2 separate regions of the Danio rerio genome follow, and region 2 is linked to region 1. The links are chromatin contacts, called in public Micro-C maps. All regions are on one chromosome and are shown on one strand. Each heading gives the region's core, a stretch centred on a gene start, on an enhancer-like site or on the middle of the called end of the contact. The rest is flanking DNA. Distances are from core to core; before and after follow the strand shown.

What was found. Hi-C and Micro-C count contacts between places; a contact is called where the count stands out from the background.
Region 2: a contact with region 1 is called in a Micro-C map of caudal fin, with 4 times the contacts expected there. The contact joins the promoter of polr3gla here to the promoter of sema4ab in region 1. A contact is called at or near these places in 2 of 18 Hi-C or Micro-C datasets (caudal fin and an unstated tissue).

The regions. Positions count from the first base shown.
Region 1 is chr19:26,730,384-26,733,496 of GRCz12tu, forward strand. sema4ab (sema domain, immunoglobulin domain (Ig), transmembrane domain (TM) and short cytoplasmic domain, (semaphorin) 4Ab) reads left to right here and starts at 1,475. Exons shown (of 15, transcript XM_073931748.1): 1 at 1,475-2,241. LOC101882070 reads right to left here and starts at 2,005. Exons shown (of 10, transcript XM_073931749.1): 1 at 1,336-2,005.
Region 2 is chr19:26,964,911-26,968,028 of GRCz12tu, forward strand. polr3gla (RNA polymerase III subunit GL a) reads right to left here and starts at 1,664. Exons shown (of 8, transcript NM_001004639.1): 1 at 1,563-1,664; 2 at 1,241-1,368. The coding sequence starts at 1,360. All of the region lies in intron 4 of si:dkeyp-92c9.4, which reads left to right.

The sequences.
Region 1 (3,113 bases), core at 225-2,724:
GCCACCCTATAATAATAATAATAAAATTAGCTAAATTATCACAACCTCTTTAATATTTTTTAATGACGTTATAGCTTTTGAATTCTAAATTAATTAATCTTAAATTAATAATTAATAATAAAGCGTATAGTTACAATCTTCCAGTAAATAGTCTATAGCCTATTTCAAAGAAAAAAAATTAAAAGTATGACACACATACATTTCCAAACCAAACTTCTGTCAGTTCACAGAAAATCATTCGACATTTCAGTATTTTGTGTCCAAACCCAATATTCTATAGACTAGACACAGCTGTATAGTAATTTTTTTTCCAAAGAAAAAAAAAACTTTAATAAGTAGAATTTCCTTTTAGGCTAAAGCAGGGGTGCCCACACTTTTTCCTATAAAGGACCAAAAACCAAACTTGATTGAGGGCTGTGGGTCCAAGTTTAAGATACCAAACCGTATTACATTAAATTTGCCATGGGTAGGCCTAATTTTAAAGTCCTTTGCGTATTATTCGAAAATAACTAGAAATCATTGCTTTAAAACATATCAAATAATGATGCAGTATAATTTTTATCATTTTATAATGAACTTATTATAGTAAAAACATAAATAATCCCATTTATAACACAATGGAGTCCAGTGCGGAATACACTAGTCAAGCTGCTCCTGCCTTTGCCTTGATTTGTTTGTTGATGTTTTGTGCATCTGTCAAGTGAAAGTTTTTACATTTTTAAAAGTCTGATTCATTTACAACATTTTAGTTGGCTTTGTTTCTAGTCCCTTAATTAAACAAAGAAACAAAAGGGTATATTCATTTTTAAAATCAAGTCTCTGTTGAAGGCATTCGCCCCAACCAACTCCCCATCATTTTCCCTCTCTTTTCAGATGGGACGGCGAGCTAAAAGTTACCATGGGCCAACTTGGCCCGCAGGCTCTACTTTGGGCCCTTTTGGGCTAAAGCATCTAAAAGCGCTACATGCAGAGATCTGGAGTGTGTGCTGAGCTGAACTTTCTCCCCGAAACTATAGCCTACCTGAATTTCAACCTGAACAATGTACGTCTCAAGTGTTTAAACACACGAAAGAAGGATGTCAACCTCTCTCTATTAGCCTAATCAACATTATACCTATTTACGCTGCGGTTGCAATAGAGTATAAGAATACTGTACTTTTCGAATGACATGCCACATATGAGAACCAAGCGCACTGTTGGAGAGTAAATTGCTATTCCCATAACCACAACCAAGTTTGAATAGTTTTTCTTTAAAAATCACAGGCTAAAATAATTTAACTCAATATCAACAATAGACTAGGTTACTTTGGTGGTCTATAACAGCTCTTAGCTTACTGCATCAGATCATCCATGCTTTCCCAGTGATAGGTTGCAGCTGGAAGGGCATCCACTGTGTGAAACATATGCTGGATAAGTTGGTGGTTCATTCCGCTGTGGCGACCCCAGATTAAAAAAAGGGACTAAGCTGAAAAGAAAATTAGTGAATGAATGAAGATCATTTATGCGTCTTCTGATTTTTTTATCTGTAAAGTTTGCCATTTAATATGATCAAAATTAGGTTAATGTTTACATTTTATGTGTTAACAGCACACGTTTAATTTCAAGCACAATAATATAATTCTTGAGCTCTTTAGAAACGTTTCACAAACAATTTAAATCTTATTTCGGTTTGCACTGGTTGACAGTGCCGAAAAGCCAGTTTCGAGGTCGGCGCTAAGCCTCAAATCTTCTTTGCTCATATTACTAATCTTACCACCCGCTCCCCTGACCTACCTATTAAATCAGTGAAAGCTTGAGACGACAGTCTTGCGGAATATAGAACATAGGCTTGCTGCTGCATGAATAATTACTCAGCAAATGTTGATTAATTATATAAGTCTGGAGAGAATTAGAAAGCTGTAAAAGTATTTACCTGGTTCACATGTGAATAATGGGATATTTACCTACTGCTTAAACAGAAGGAATGAACAGACGGACCAGGTGCGATGCAGGACAACTCGCGCCTTTAGGGACGAGTAGTCTTTAGTGCTGCTTTGTAGAGCTCAAATTTGATATTAAGCATTTGTTATCGTGGGTTTGGTGAGTTATAGTGTTTCTCAGAGATAACAAATGTGCCTTTGAGCGGTTATTGTTCAAATGACCGTGGAGGATAAGTTTCAGCACTTTGGATGTCCTTTTGATTCGCAAAGGAAATACTCATTGGATTTCGAACAGCGAATTTGCTGTCTTGAAAAAACTCAGGTAAGAGAATAGTTTTCAGTTTCACGTGTAAAAGAGTTGTCTATTGCCTAAAGTGCTATAATACATTGTAACATGTTAAAAGCTTGAACAATGCGTATAAATTGGATAAACGTTGCACATTTATTTTACAAAAAATTAAAGGTTACATTGCCTAATGTAATTATCCACTGCACTTGTAACAAACTAGCTTTGTCACGTATGCCTTTCTGGTTTGGCTAATACGTGACATATTCCTGTTCAACGTGTTCAGATATGGTCAAACTTTGACAGTCTGTTCTGTTTGTTTAAGTTTACAGAGAAAAATAAACGCTCATCAGCACAACTGACAGCAAACCCCTCCCTCATGTTTGCACTATAGACACCAGCATTGATAGAACAACTTCAACATTTAACCATTGTATCCCCAAGGAAATGTTTGTCAGGTTTATATTTCTCAATGTGTGTGGAGAATAGTGGTATTAAACTGATTGGGAGAATTATTAATTTGACCGCAAATAGGTAAACAAAGAGAGACAATAGCATGATAAACACTTTTTACTTTAATAAGACAATATAGGCCAAGGCTTCCCAAACTTTTCAAAATAACAATATCAGTGACTCACGACCCTCACATTTCGGAGAGGTAGTTATAAATATACAAACATTACACACACAACAATATAAAAACCTATAAAAAGCCTATAAAACACGGGCATAATGACAACAGTGCAACAGTCTAACAGTCATATAATTTTATAGTCATTTATTAATTTGTTTACTTTAATATTAACCTCACCAAAAGAGACTGATGGGCACAACGTTTTCAGCACAAGTCTATTTTTGGTTTACATTTGGAGACCAGCACTCACAGATTATTCTCAATGTTCTGTTGT
Region 2 (3,118 bases), core at 414-2,913, 230 kb after region 1:
ATGATTCTCAATTATTTTCCATTCATGTAAGATTTTCGAGATTGCATAAGAGAGCAACTGAGAGAGACTGATTACAAGAACTATAAAGACAGCACTCACACATTGTTGCTGAGTCTTGTTTATCTGTTTGTGAACTTATGACGTGTTTCCTTTGCCTTGTTTCTGACCTATGCTTGTTTGTTTGCCTGTACTGACCATTCACCTGATATTGGACTACGACTCTGAATTTGCCTACATACATCTGTTAGCTCCTGGTTGGGACCATTGCTTGCCTGAGCATCTCTGCATAAAAAACCCTGCATTTCGATCCTCACTTCCTTTGTCCTGTTTCCTTTCACATTACAGTTATATTGAGACATCTGTTTATATTTTCCAAAACAATTAACCACAGAGTTATGAGATCAGAAAAATGTCAGTCAGTAAACATTTGTTATATTTTAAATGAGGAAAATAAACATGCGTTATGGATTTGACAAAAAAAAGTTTGCGAGTTTATAGTAGACACTTTGTAGAAATTCTGTGAAATAAACTGCACAACACAAGAGAAGTGATGCTAATCAACAGGATTAGAGTCGGCTCTCTATAAAATAAAAAAAAACTTTGATTTTATTTTATTTGACATTTTTGCATTTATGAGGATAAAACTTTATGGATTTCACACTTTTCCGTTATGGATGTGACATGTGAAATTGGTAAATCAAATATAATAGTTTAAAAACACTAACAGAAACATTTTGAGCATGTTAAAAGTACTGTAAAATGCTTACACAAAATTTTGAAATAATTTCTCTATTTGGCAATTTTTGGCCAGGTAAACATTTGCATGAAATTACTCAAGATATTGAGAATGTCAGCTTTACAAATTTTTTCTTTATTTATGTTCAGATTTAATGTAGGAAAGTGACTTTTTGGGCATTTTTAGTAACAATATATTATTGGTTTATATAATTCCTATTATTAAATATACCTGATTTGATTACCTGCTTTTTGTAACTCACTGTACACAATAAAGTGTAGGCAATATATCATGTCACACTAATAAAATGTAAAAAAAAAGCCACTTTAATAAGCTTTTTCACCAAAATCTTAAACATTTAAAAGCCTAAAATATGAGAAACACCCATGAGTTACAAAAGACAGAAACTATTAACTTTTTGACAGTGCACTAATATATGTGTAATAACAACCCCTGTAGTTATCATACAATGTAAAGACATTTATATAACTATTAAACACTTACAGGAAAAAGAGGAGAAGGCGTATGAGTAGTTGTAGGTAAAGAATCTCCTCTTCCGAAACCCAGTGCGTCCACATTAAAGGTAAACTGATTCCTTCCACGACCTCTGCTCATCCCTGCCATCACGACACCTTTAAAATCAACAAAATTATTAATATTTTTGTATATTACTATAATAATTAAAATCAGCACATTTATATAAATGAAATATGAAAAATGAAATAGAAATACAACATTACTAGTCAAAATGAAACCAATAAAACTCACAACCACTAAGCTATGGTGATATTTTAGTCATTTCAGATTAATCAAAAGTACAGTTTACCTCGAAATGTTTTTTCAGGTTCAGTGGATGAAACCGGTGTAATTTATGGAGTCGTGAATTCAGCAAAGTCTCTTAGATATCCGCAAAGGTCGACATCTGCCTGCCGAGTGCCATGAATGAGGTACAGTAAAGGACTTGGACACGTGGTAGCTGTGTTTACATCAGGCATAAATCCACGTGGGGTCCGTCTCGGTTTACAGTCCAACCAGAAAGAATCCTCGCTTAAAGAGTTCCTAGCAAAGGCAGCACGCTATTGCATAGCTATTACAACGGTTATTACGAGCATTATAGCATATATGTAAATTGTATTACGTTTGAATACTACGTGTAACATATTTACACCTGAGAGATTTTACTTAATGAGGTGATGTGAGAAATCATCAGTGTTGCGCTTCTTTGGGGGCGGGGCTTTTGGTAATGGTTTAGACATTTAATACATTTAAAATGTATTCATATTTTTAAAAAGTGTGTAGTCTAAGTAAAAGATGTACACTCTTCTAAAAGTCTTGTATTGATTATAAATCAATACAAACTTTGGTGGATGAAAAAAAAAGATTACAATATTTATTTGCTAGTTTATAAATCTTGGAAGAAGTGCTCCATTTTGGTGTCAAATTACAAAGGCATTTAAAAAAGCATAAAATGCACAAAAAGTGTTTATTAATCGATTATTAATTCATTCATTCATTATATCATTCATTCATTTTCTTTTCGCTTAGTCCCATTATTAATCTGGGGTCGCCACAGCGTAATGAACCGCCAACTTATCCAGAACATGTTTTACGCAGCCGATGCCCTTTCAGCTGCAACCCATCACTAGGAAACACCCATACACATTCATTCACACACATACCTACCTAATTTAGCCTACCTAATTCATCTGTACCGCATGGACTGTGGTGGAAACCGGAGCACCCGGAGGAAACCCACGCAAACGCAGGGGGAACATGCAAACTGCACACAGAAATGCCAACTCAGCCGAGGCTCGAACCAGCGACCTTCTTCCTGTGAGGCGACTCAGGAGAGAGTGCTACCCACTGCACCACCGCGTCACTCAAAAAGTGTTTACTTTCTACGAATAACTACACATAGTTAGTGTGCGTATGCGTGTGTGTGTGTGTGTGTGTGTGTGTGTGTGCACAGGAATGTGCAGTATTTATGATACACGTATTTCAAATTTATATTTTAAATACAAAATAGTATTTTGCAATTTGTATTCGATAGGGTTCATGAAAGTGAGTTAATGTTTTTCATCAAAATACTGTAGTGTCTTGTATTTTAGTATTTTTAAAATACTGTAAAATACTACAGCTGAAGTCAGAATTATTAGCCTCCTTTTATTTTTTTTTCTATTTTAAATATTTCCCAAATGATGTTTAGCAGCAAGGAATTTTTCATAGTATGTCTGATAATATTTTTCTTCTTGGAAAGTCTTATTTGTTTTATTTCGGCTAGAATAAAAGCAGTTTAAAAAAAAACATTTTTAGGACAAAATTATTAACCCCTTTAAGCTATATTTTGTTTCGATAGTCTACAGAACAAACCATCAATATACA